Linked DNA regions of Mus musculus: region 1 is linked to region 2. The links are chromatin contacts, called in public HiChIP or PLAC-seq maps. All regions are on one chromosome and are shown on one strand. The core of a region is the stretch at or near the end of the contact, and the rest is flanking DNA. Distances in the headings are between cores, read along the strand shown. Region 1 has its middle 41 kb from the start of Gm35545. Region 2 has its middle 130 kb from the start of Hira.

Evidence for each region. HiChIP or PLAC-seq counts read pairs in DNA pulled down with a chosen protein or histone mark.
Region 1: a CTCF HiChIP or PLAC-seq map of large pre-B cells shows a contact between it and region 2, with 6 times the contacts expected there. The contact joins two enhancer-like sites.

Annotation. Positions count from the first base shown.
Region 1 is chr16:19,174,623-19,181,280 of GRCm38.p6, reverse strand. It overlaps Igl. Among named protein-coding and RNA genes, the nearest start is that of Gm35545, 41 kb to the left of the region's middle. Within about 2 kb of position 1,315, at least 27 of the 459 cell types and tissues checked have an H3K27ac peak or open chromatin away from gene starts, as enhancers often do.
Region 2 is chr16:19,001,285-19,008,098 of GRCm38.p6, reverse strand. No RefSeq gene overlaps it. Among named protein-coding and RNA genes, the nearest start is that of Hira, 130 kb to the right of the region's middle. Within about 2 kb of position 5,273, at least 18 of the 459 cell types and tissues checked have an H3K27ac peak or open chromatin away from gene starts, as enhancers often do.

The DNA of each region.
Region 1 (6,658 bases), core at 66-2,565, 180 kb before region 2:
TCTCGATCTTACAGCACAAGCCATTGCTGTTCTATTCAGGAATTTTTCCCCTGTGCCCATATCTTCGAGGCTTTTCCCCACTTTCTCCTCTATAAGTTTCAGTGTCTCTGGTTTTATGTGGAGCTCCTCGATCCACTTAGATTTGACCTTAGTACAAGGAGATAGGAATGGATCAATTCACATTCTTCTACATGATAACCACCAGTTGTGACAGCACCATTTGTTGAAAATGCTCTTTTTTTCCAATGGATGGTTTTAGCTCCCTTTTCAAAGATCAAGTGACCATAGGTGTGTGGGTTCATTTCTGGGTCTTCAATTCTATTCCATTGGTCTACTTGTCTGTCAGTATACCAGTTCCATGCAGTTTTTATCACAATTGCTCTGTAGTAAACCTTTAGGTCAGGCATCGTGATTTCACCAGAGGTTCTTTTATCCTTGAGAAGAGTTTTTGCTATCTTAGGTTTTTTGTTATTCCAGATGAATTTGCAGATTGCTCTTTCTAATTCATTGAAGAATTGAGTTGGAATTTTGATGGGGATTGCATTGAATCTGTAGATTGCTTTTGGCAATATAGCCATTTTTACAATAACAACAGATAATTTGAGGCAGTTCCAGAGCAGAGTCTGAAGTAAGAGGTTTGTATGAGGAATAAACTTTGAATGTAACTTCTAATTTGGGACTTTAACTAGAGGTTCACAAATCTTACAGCTCAGGAGATTTATGACACCAGGGCCTAGATCACCAGGCCTGGAATAGAAGGAATAAAAAGCTCATTCTGGCCATATGTACCAATTTGAAAGGTGTCAATGTCTTGAGCTTTACTGTCTTCTATGCCATTTACAAAACTTGGTAACATTCAAAATCAGAACAGGCATTTAGTAATCCTGTGAAACCAATACCTAGGACCTTCATTCCACTGCAGTGAAATCTCCAGAATCAGGTAGAATGGGCTCCTATCTAACTTAACTTAGTCCAGAGCCTTTCATCATGAAACAGGGAAACATGTTCGTCACAGTAAGGCACCTGCCTGTGCTCACACTGTGTGGAGTGCTGCCTCCTTCCAGGCAATGGACACTCTCATATAGAGGGATTTCTATTCATCATGCCAGTCTCATCTTGAGGAATGCAAAAAATCAACCAGCAATGAGAGCTGACAATGAGGATAAGCTGACATACAGGTACTATTATCAACCATCTACCAAAAACTAAGAGTGTGGATAGACAGCATTAAAGAGTCTAACAGAGCCTAGATATCTCCTTGTTTTGAAGAATACTCGAGTTGTTATACAGGAATAGATGCTACTTGCTCAATCTTTATCAGAACTGCACCCTGAGAAATTAACTTCCCCTCTGTGGTTTCCCTGTCTGTACTAGGGGGTGAGTATCAATCTGTCCAGGAAAGTGTGGAGTCATAGATTAATTGAACAGGAGCCTAGAGTATCCCTGGGCAGTGGGGATACTCAGTAATCTTCAGCTACCACTATCATCTCCTGAGATATTGCATAGGCCTGCCCTATAAAGGTAACAACCCTTCCCTAGAGCTTCACATTCCATCTGACCAATGAGCAGTTGAGTCATAAGTGTACACTACTGGGAAACAATTGATTTCCTATATGATAGAGTTGGCCAGGAATATAGGTTCTTCACTTGGTAAAGCAGCAATGTTTGAAGTTTGGCATATAGTAATAGTAAGAAGACATTACAAGCTCTGTGGAGTAGGTTGGGGCAGAGAGATGAACCTAGCTGCTTTACTGAGCCCACTATGACTGCAGCTGGCCACCCTTGAGAATCCACAAGCTAAAATTAGATCTGTGATAGCTGAAACAAAAACTCATGATCACAGAAAAAGAGAAATAAAAGGAAGTGAAACCAAGTCCATGACCAGCAAGGCATGGCCAGTAGGGGCAGGTGTGTCATTGGAGGGGCAGGGACCAGTTTTGAAAGTGTAGATGAGAGGTTGTGCATCTCAATGTTAGGGGCAACAGAGCCCCTTTGTACCTCATCCCCACTTTCATTCACATTCTTTGTGATGCTACACTTTGGCTGTCTCCATATACCAAGCTCAATAATGAATACTCAAATCCTGGAAGTTCATGGCCCAAAGATCTTTGTGACCAGACAGTGGTGGTCATGTGTGCTATCAGAGCACAAAGGAGTAAGCAACTTGGGTAGAGCACAAAACTCTCATGTGAACAGATATGAATGATTGAACAAGCACCAAAGTCTCACTTCTTCAGACTCTGTGATACAGAGGGATATTATCTGGCCTTTAAGGTACACTGACTTTGTTCCTTATGTCTAGAAGGTTGTAAACAGCCTTCCTATTATCCAATACTATTTCTTTTGGCAATCAGTCATGGAACCAACATGTGGAAACATATAGACAAGAGTTCATTGCTTTAGTGGGACATGGTATGGATGACTAGTGTACATGTGGTTTCAGTGGCTTGGAGCATTACCTGAATAGGTGTCAACAGAAGGAAACACTGTCCTACAGATCCAGGAAAAAATATCACTTTTATTTAAAGACAAGATTTCCTCTAGATAAAAGTCTAAATAGATCCACACAACATACTCTCAAGTTTGTTTCCAGTGGAAATTTGACTTTTTATGCTTTCCCATGTTTTCTCATTCGTCACTGAATGGCTACAGTCTTTATACTTGAGGAAGAAATGAATGGACTGATGTAAGAAGCAATATTTTCTACAAATACTCTCTGAGAAGAAATCAAAATACATTTGTAAAATGATATACAGAATATTTCTTCAAAGAGGTCCAAAGATTTGGGCAGGACATGATGGCAGATGATTATAATCACAACCATTGGTGAATAGGACAGTAGGGTAATCTGAGATGGAAATTCTAAGATTAGCTTTGTCTACATAAGAATATTCATCTTGCATACATATATAAACACATGAATAAAAGTGTGACAATTGGTGCTAGCATATCTGGATCTGGATCTACGATTACTGTCTATATGCATATGTATATATGCCTATGTAGGGGCAGTAATATTTTTGTTTGATGATCTGACTTTTCTATTTAATTACCAACAAAAATTCATTTTTTTACTTCATGAAATGTGAATTTTGTGGTTTCTAATGAATACTTATTTTCTGTGTGTTAATCAAGTGCACAGGATTTGAGATTGTGCTGAGGAAGAGAGAGAACCATTTCTATTGGTAAATGTTATAATTTCTGAACATACACATGGAAAGAAGTTCTTACAATGCTAAATCTTACTTTATACCATAAGCTATAAAACTCAAACAAAACTTTAGCCAGTAAATAAAAGCACATACTGGAGAGAATGTTATTGGACCATAAAAACTGAGCAAAGGGATTGCAGGAGTTATGACCTTGAGGTAGGCATTGGCAGAAAGTCAATTAGTGCTAAACAGTCAAAAATCACATTAAAAACACAAAGGTTAATGCCAAAATCAAAAAGGCAGCAATTTCACATCAAATTTTCAGCAATCTCTTTCTCTTTCCTTAGTTAGTTAGCACTATGAAAGAACCTAGAGTGTTCCACTTAATAGGTGAATATTCTACCACAGAGCTACAACCCCAGCCCTTGCTGTGACTTATTTTGAGGCAATGTCTCACTATTTCCTACGTGTCCTCCATACCAGCTAAACTTATTAGCTTGTATCACTAGGTTGACAGCTTCAACAGTTTCTACAAGAAAATTTAAAATCCTTCATAAACATTGAAGCAACTGACATGGATGTATAGAAAGGGGGGAACATTTTCACTACTGGCAAGAGTGTACATGAGTGCATACTATAAAAATTAGTGTGTATGTTCCTCAAAAAGTTAGAAATGAATGTACCATATAATCCATTATGGGGTATATATCCAAAGGACTCTTTAATCTACTGCACCTGGTTAACAGTGTTCAATGCTACTTGATGAACAGTAGTCAAGAAATGAAAATGTCAAAGAGGAACACTCCTCCATTGTTGGTGGGATTGCAGGCTTGTACAACCACTCTGGAAATCAGTCTGGCGGTTCCTCAGAAAATTGGACATAGTACTACCGGAGGATCCAGCAATACCTCTCCTGGGCATTTATCCAGAAGATGCCCCAACTGGTAAGAAGGACACATGCTCCACTATGTTCATAGCAGCCTTATTTATAATAGCCAGAAGCTGGAAAGAACCCAGATGCCCCTCAACAGAGGAATGGATACAGAAAATGTGGTACATCTACACAATGGAGTACTACTCAGCTATTAAAAAGAATGAATTTATGAAATTCCTAGCCAAATGGATGGACCTGGAGGGCATCATCCTGAGTGAGGTAACACATTCACAAAGAAACTCACACAATATGTACTCACTGATAAGTGGATATTAGCCCAAAAACTAGGATACCCAAGATATAAGATACAATTTGCTAAACACATGAAACTCAAGAAGAATGAAGACTGAAGTGTGGACACTATGCCCCTCCTTAGAAGTGGGAACAAAACACCCATGGAAGGAGTTACAGAAACAAAGTTTGGAGCTGAGATGAAAGGATGGACCATGTAGAGACTGCCATATCCAGGGAACCACCCCATAATCAGCATCCAAACGCTGACAGCATTGCATACACTAGCAAGATTTTATTGAAAGGACCCAGATGTAGCTGTCTCTTGTGAGACTATGCCGGGGCCTAGCAAACACAGAAGTGGATGCTCACAGTCAGCTAATGGATGGATCACAGGGCTCCCAATGGAGGAGCTAGAGAAAGTACCCAAGGAGCTAAAGGGATCTGCAACCCTATAGGTGGAACAACATTATGAACTAACCAGTACCCCGGAGCTCTTGACTCTAGCTGCATATGTATCAAAAGATGGCCTAGTCGGCCATCACTGGAAAGAGAGGCCCATTGGACACGCAAACTTTATATGCCCCAGTACAGGGGAACGCCAGGGCCAAAAAGGGGGAGTGGGTGGGTAGGGGAGTGGGGGTGGGTGGGTATGGGGGACTTTTGGTATAGCATTGGAAATGTAAATGAGCTAAATACCTAATAAAATGGAAAAAATGGAAAAAAAAGAAATGAAAATGTCCTAGATGTCTATCAACTGATGAATGGATTATGAAAATGTGCTACAATTAGGCATAGGATATTACTTAGTAGTTAGAAAGATAAAATGGTGAAATTCATATGAGTGGATCTAGAAACAACCTTTCTGAGACCCAGAAAGACCTGTATTAATTTTTATTTTCATATGAAGAGGTCATCTGTGAATGCCCAGATATATCTGTGTCATTTAGAAGACCCATAATGATCAAGAAATTAGTAAGGAACATTTTTTTTGCAAGAAGGGTCTTTAATGGTAGGTAAATAGAAGGCAGCTATATAGTTTTATAACAGGTTAAGGTAGAATAATTAAATGAGAAGATTTAAATTAGGGTGGTGTTTGGGATGCAAAGAAAAGGAAGAAATACTGGGAGCGATAAATAACACTAAAGACACCATCACCACCACCACCACCACCACAGTTTAAATGAAATTACACTACAACTGAGTATCAACGTCCCTACTAGTATTATAGGCTAAAATGTCTAGTTCCAAGAAGGGGTAACCTCCTCTGAAGTTGTTGGTAATTGAGGTCCCATATACCCTGAAACATTACAGCCTATGCAAAAATTGATGATAAACTCCTATTGTTGAAGATACTACATACTTGAATCTCAAAACATGGAGAAATCATGTTGGTACTTAACCTGGACACTTTATCCCTTACTGATTATCTTCCATTGTGCTATTTATGGTGCCAGAGGACAAATATAATCATCAGTTTTATCTATCTGTAAATGCCATGAGCAAGCTATAACAATGACTATCCTGGCAAGGTATGTCTACTGGTGCAGAAGTGGAACAAATATCATGGGAGTAGAAAATCACTTCCTGTTTGGATTTAGACTCAACAAGATATAACCAATTCCTACCTCCTTTATCCAGAACTAGAACCTGTGGTTAGGCAGATCATCATCCCTAGCAAAGAAACTACTATTACTACTCTGCTAAATGTGCCTAGCATTAAACCAACTCTTAAAAGATTGATTCTTATATCTGTAGGTTAGTGCATGTCTTAGTCTTCATCAGAGATTCTCTTTTTTGATAAGGCAATTAACACAGAGACTCACGACTGGTCCAGATGCAGAAAATTATTACAGCATACAGAAGGCCTGTGCTAGCTCAAGCTAAACAAAACATGATTATATTAGATGGTCAGAAAGTCCTGCCTCTAGCTAAGAAATTATTTGTAATTGATACCTACTGGGAGAGAGTTTTCTTTAAGAATGCAAACACGGGAAGTTGATTATGTTCTAGAGGATGGTCACACACCCAAGAGTATATGGACAGCAAAAATGAGATTCAGTGGGTTAAAATGAATTAAAAATAAAACTAAAATTTGGTGAGTCAAGAATGAGGGATTTTAGCCGGGTGTGGTGGCACACGCCTTTAATCCCAGCACTTGGGAGGCAGAGGCAGGCAGATTTCTGATTTCGAGGCCAGCCTGGTCTACAGAGTGAGTTCCAGGACAGCCAGGGCTATGCAGAGAACCCCTGTCCTAAAAAAACCTGCCATACCCGGGGATCCATCCCATAATCAGGCTCCAAACACTGACACCATTGCACACACTAGCAAGATTTTGCTG
Region 2 (6,814 bases), core at 4,024-6,523:
AACACAAACGCACACACACGAAACAAAATAATAAAAATTTAAAAAGTAAACTCTAGCTTTGAGTCTCCATGTCACTTAGGCCATGTGACATCACCATGATGAAGTCCTGAAAGCAGAATTTCTGGTCATGAGGAGGAAGTCCCAATCTGTGGACACAGGAGATAAAGTTATGAAGGACTGAAATCATGTGTCATTTTCATAGAATTTCAAGTAACTGGGGTTTTTGTGCTTGTTCACTCAGTTATTCATTTCTTTCCAGGTTAGGAAATAGAGATAGAACTCCATAGTTCTGATCCAGTCAACTCCTCTCTGGTACCCTGCTAACATGCAAAGTGACAAGTGGTTGATTCTAAAACTTCATTTGCCCTGCACTTCCAAGATTTTAATATTAAAGGCTGAGCTTGGAATATGAGGATGAAGCCAGATAGAAGGCAGCATCAGGCCTTAGGACTATTGCTTGGATTTTGAAAGGATGTAATGTAGACTTGATAGTCCTACCTATGAGAGACACATTCAACTACAATCAAAATGGCCTTTTCCTTCTCGAGGGCCACACCTGGTTCTGTTTGTCATGCTTTGCTTACCATCAGCTTGGTTTCACTTCTGTTTATTTCTCTCTTTTTGTGACCTTGAGTTTTTGTTTCAGTCAACACAGAACTAACTTTAGCTTGGGGATTTCCAAAGTGGCCAACAGAAATCTTGTTGAGTAAAGCTAGAAAAAGCAAATAGGTCTACCCCTACACACACACACACACACACACACACACACACACACACACTTTGTCCTATCTCTCATTTTATCCTCTGCAACTGAGGCATTTCTATCTTACCAGGCCTAGATCCTACCTCCACAATCAACCCTACCCTATAACAATTCTATGATTTCCAAGATATATGAGATCTGGGGATCTTTCTGACATCCTCATTGGGAAAACTGGGAGGGTGGTGCTCAAAGAAGGAATGTTAATAGTTAAAGGTCATAAAAAAAAATCAGAGAACAGGTCTAGGCAGTGTCCTAGGTGATTATAATAGTGGCTGGGATTAGTAAGGGGCCCCATATGTCAAGCACAATGCAGATAACATCTCTTTCAATCTCCAAATCCATCCTCTGGGACTTATTCTTAATCAAAACCTCATACAGAAGAGGCAACAGATTTAACAATAGAAAGTGAGTAGCTTAGATAGGGTCAAGAGCTGATGAACTTGGAGCAGTATATATCTCTGGATGTCCACCAACACCTTCTACAGAAATAACGGTCCTCCAGACTGTCCTGAACTCTCTGCTGATGACCTTCCACACATTTGACAATTTATTTAGTTTACTACAAGCCATACTACCTGTAGCTCAGACCCTATGAACATCTGATCTTGTAGCTATTTAATTTCTACACCCTTGAAATGACATAAGGCTCTTCATGGTATTTTCATGGTAGATGAAAATAACCTCCATGTGAGCATGTCCATTGTCCAGAAGTGGGTAGCACTCTACACTAAACACCTTGTGTGACCACAGGTATATATATCTTATTTTCCTGGATGTTTACCTGACTCATCAGATAGATATAAGGGCCTGGGCTAGAAGTCAAAATACTTGGGAGTTAATTTTGTCTTACTCCTGGGGATTTTGCTGCAATGGGATGATGGTCCTGATGTTGGCCTTAGAAAATTTCAAAGTGTCCATTTTGATCATTAGTGGCCCTGTGATTTTACACAATAAAAAGACCCAAAAGATACTTAGCGGCATCTCATTTCATGCTGGTGCTTTTCAAATTTGTAAATCTGGCCAGAAATAGTCTTTTGTACTTGTTCTTCTGGCCTTGACCCACCTGAGCCCTGCTATCCGCAGTCTTCTGGGTTGTGTGCTTTATGACCCTTCAGTTCTTGCCCTGGACTAAAAATCACAATCAAGTCCTACAGCTGTTTTCCCCTTCATAGTTTAAGTTCTATCAGCATCCAAGTCTCCTATAACAAATTCTGCCCTGGGTCTACCCAAAAGCATATTCTTCTCATTCCCTCGGGGTAAATACCAGATAGTACCTCTTTTTACTCCCCTGTTCCATATATTGGTCTCGAGCACCCACTCATAGGGCATAGATCACAGCCTAAGCAGAGAATAAGATTGCATCCCTGGTAGCATGAGAGACAAGAATCCAGAGGATGGAGGTAGAGAAGCCAGGATGCTTAAGTGGTGCTGAATGCACTATCTATGGCTAAACAGAGGATTCACATAGTAGCTATACCTCAATTCCTTTGGTCATGACCACTGGATCCAGCATGCCCTGATTCTCTTCACTTTTTGATTTTTAAGATTCCAAACCCTGGTCCTTTCTTTAGTGGTAGCAACAACCTTGGAACTCCAGTACACTATGGATATAGGAGCTCTCATTGGCAGTGCACACTAGGATTTGCTGACTACACTCCAAGACATGAACTGGAAAATATATTGAAGACATTGGAAGATATACATGGCTACGTGTAGGACCACATTCTTACAGATTTTTAGGAGTACAGATTAGGTAGAACCCACGATTGCTTCTCTTCTAAGTGGTCAGATAGCTTCGGTTGTGACTAGAGATTCTCTGAGTCATGATTGTGGGGTAACCCCAGTAGAACATGGCTAGTACCTCCTGGGTATGAGCCAGAAAAGCCACAGGTAGGGAAATGAATTATCTCTGCTGGGGTGAGCACAGCTCATCTGTGTTTAATCATGGAATGTGTTTCTTTCTCAATCTATGATGAGAAAATCCATAAGATTGTCAAACACTTAAGATTGTCAAAGTTAAATCAAGATCAAATAAGCAATTTAAACATATCTGTAATACCTATTGAAATATAAGTAGTCAATAAATGTCTCCCAACACCCCAATAAATATCAAGGCAAAGGACTTTAATCCAGAATTCAAACCAACTTTCAAAGAATTAATACCAGAACTCCTCAAATTATTACACAAAATAAAACCAGAAGAAACAAAGCTAAATTTATTTTACAAAACCAGTTAGTTACCCTGACACTCAAACCAGATAATAAACCAACAAAGAAGAAATACAGACCAATTTCCATTATGAACATCAATGCAAAATTTTTCAATAAATACAAACAAATCGAAGAACACATGAAAAATAGCATCCACCCTGATCAAATTTCAGAGATGCAGGGATTATCTGACCCATATAAATAGATAAATGCAAGCCATCATACAAACAAATTGAATGACTCAAACCACATGAATATCTCATTAGTTGCAGGAAAGGCCTTTGACAAAAAATCTAACATCGCTTCATGATATAAGTCCTGGAGAGATGAAGGATACAAAGGACACACCTCAACATAATAAAGGCAGTTTACAGCAAGCCTATAGCCAATATCAACTTAAATGGAGAGAAAACCAATGCAAATTACACTAAAATCAAAAACAAGGCAAGGTTGCCCACTCTCTCCATACCTATTCAATATATGACTATCAAATCAAAAAATTTAATGCACATTCCATGGCTTCTGCTTCTGGTTCATACGGTTTGTTTCTAAGACAATGACTAGAATTGGAATTATAGCCAGGAAAGCCCTGAGTGAATCCCAGGAAAATACATGAGGGCCTCTTACTATGAAGAAGAGACCACCTTTATTGAGTAATACTAAAATCCAGACACAGAGAGAAAAACTTAAGAGTTAAAATAAGAAACAGGCTTACTTGGAATATAAAAAGAAATGCATTGGATCCAGACAGAAGAGATGGAGAAGGCAAATTTCAGAATAGCTATGGTTTGGGGAGTTAAATTTGACTTTGGTATGAACACATGGATATGATCTGACCCTGCGTCCAGCCTTTACCATGATAGTGATAATGGTAGACACTCTAGCTACTGGCTTCATACAAAAATGACATATGCCCTTGGACTCAATTAAGACATCTTTCCATGTCTTCCTGGGAATATCTGTTATATCTTTTTTATAGGAAAAATAATTTCATATCTCTTTCCTTATTCACAGACTTTTTAATACTACTATAGATTTTCCATTTGGAAATTTTTTAGTACATGGTGGTCAAGAAACAATGGGTATGTAAACCTAAGATTTTTCTTCTCATCTTTTGCACTGACTAAAACAGTGAACTGCCTTGCCCCATTTGCATGACACATAATACGGTAATAATTCTCAGCTGTATCCCAGAAACAATATGCCTGTATATTCTGAGGGCACTTGGGATCCAAGTATTGACAGAAGCCCCCTGAGGAAGCATGGGAAATTTGTATAGCTGTTCATGAGATTTTAGGGAAATCTCCCTGGGTTCTACTGAAAGCAGAGAAGCAGAGTTCCCATAGTGAAGCCACTGCCCATGCTGCTAATGAGTGTGGCAAATGCTCCAGAAGATAAACAATGAGGGCAGCTGAGTCAGCACAGCTTAGCAGAGGGAGCATGGAAACAATAAGTGTAGTGGGGACCACAGTAGATGTTCCCATGGATTGCTGGTCAGGGTCTGGAACATGGAGTAGAAATGGAGATGAGCTGGTGTACATCCCTACCTGTGACTTGAGGGAAGAGCAGGAAGAAGGGCAAATATACACCACAGCATGGGGGACACTGATCCTAACCTTTAGAATGGGGAGGTCCTGCCTAGGTTCTCATTGTATCTCTTCCTCATGCCAGACCCAGAGGCTTTCCTGCAATGTGATTCCATTCATGATTACCTCTGCTCCTCCCCCAGCCTTAGTGCTAATGCTCAACTCACAAACACTTAGGATGAGGGGGGTTGATTTATATCCTGGGGGCCTGTCAGGAGATACTGCCTGCAGAGCAAAGAGAAGGTATGCATCAAGGACTCTTCCAGGCTAGGGAAGTTTCAGATGCTGATTCCTAATCAGTGAGCAGGTGGCATCTTTTCTATAGCAAGGTTCCTTTCAGTAAATTAGTTTACTGTAAACATAGACTGCCTCACAGTGCCCCCTGCTGGTTACAAGGCACACAGTCACCATGGCCAACAGGCTATGTTCATTCTGCATGCAACTCACCTGATCAAACATCCACAGTCTAATTTCTAAGTTGTGTGATACTTACTGATATGCTATGTATAATTCTCTAACGTATCACAACCAAGAGTGCTCTTCCCTGTGAAATCTTAATGCAGTGGATTTCATGTGTGCACCATAGGCAAACATGAGCTGTGAATCCTTCCACCACATGGTCCTCAGCCCTCAGAGCAGTTACATTGTCAGAGGTAGATAAAGGGACACCCTGTGTTCTGTGCTGTGCATTTGCCCCCTGGCAGGATGCAATTGCTGTAGCACTGTAAAGGTCCAGTGAGCAGCTGTACATGGTGCAAGGAATTTGAACATGTGAGATCTCTGAAGACTTCTGAGAAGCTTCACAGCACCCTCTGGTGGCTCCATTATTCTCAGGGTTGGGGTGTTTCATTCATTTAACAACTGCCTACATATTTTTTTTTATTACGTATTTTCCTCAATTACATTTCCAATGCTATCCCAAAAGTCCCCCACACCCTCCCCCCCCCCCACTCCCCTACCCACCCATTCCCATTTTTTGGCCCTGGCGTTCCCCTGCTGTGTACTTATTTTATCAGCATTTATTTCCCAAGCTGACTCATAATCACACACACATATACATATACTATATATGGTACATATATATCATATATATGCATATTATAAAGATCTCTTTATTTCAAAAGTGGAGCCAGCTAGGTCATAATGAATGCTCATATTGATATAATCTTGAATTTGTGTTACCAGCTGTCTATTGAGGATTTTTGCATCTTTGTACATCAGGAAGATCCATTTGTAATTTTCTTTTTAAATGGTGTCTTTATTCGTTGTATGAAAGCAATGGTGGAACCATCATAATAAAGTGCAATCACTCCTCTCTTGTGTATTTTATGGAATAAGATAAGTATTGTTGTTATTTCTTGGAAATTCTGTTAAAATTCTATGGTGAATTCATCTGGTCCTTGGTTTTTTAATGTGTGAGACATGTAGCTCTTTCCTTTGATTTAAAATTATTTATTTTGTATTTAATGTATTATAGGCAACATGAAAATTTCCCACACATATTAGGAATTCTAATATTGTCTAATATAGGTATTTAATCCACATCCTTATTATTTCCTGAATGGAATGATCCATCTTCTATGGCCTGTATTTTATATCCAAATTTATTAATTCAAGTCTTCTTTCTTCCTTTAGCTAAGTTGACTAAGGGTTTGTTAGCAATGCTTATGTTTTCCTTTTTTTAATTTATTTATTTATTTATACACTTTTCAAATGCTATCCTGAAAGTTCCCTATATCCACCCTCTGCCCTGCTCCCCTACCTACCCACTCCCACTTCTTGGCCCTGGCATTCCCCTGTACTGGGACATATAAAGACTGCACTACCAAGGGGCCACTCTTTCCAGTGATGGCCGAGTAGGCCATCTTCTGCTACATATGCAGCTAGAGATATGAGCTCTGAGGGTATTGGTTAGTTCCTATTGTTGTTCCACTTAGACAGTTGCAGACCCCTTCAGCTCCTTGGGTGCTCTCTCTAGCTTCTCCATTTGGGGGCCCTCTGTCCCATCTTATAGATGACTGTGAGCATCCACTTCTGTATTTGCCAGGCACAGGCATAGCCTCGTATGAGACAGCTATAACAGGGTCCCTTCAGTGAAATTTTGCTGGCATATGCAATAGTGTCTGGGTTTGGTGGCTAATTATGGGATGGATCCCCTGGTAGGGTAGTCTCTGGATAGTCCATCCTTTCATCTTACCTCCAAACTTTGTCTCTGTAACTCCTTTCATGGGTATTTTGTTCCCTATTGTAAGGA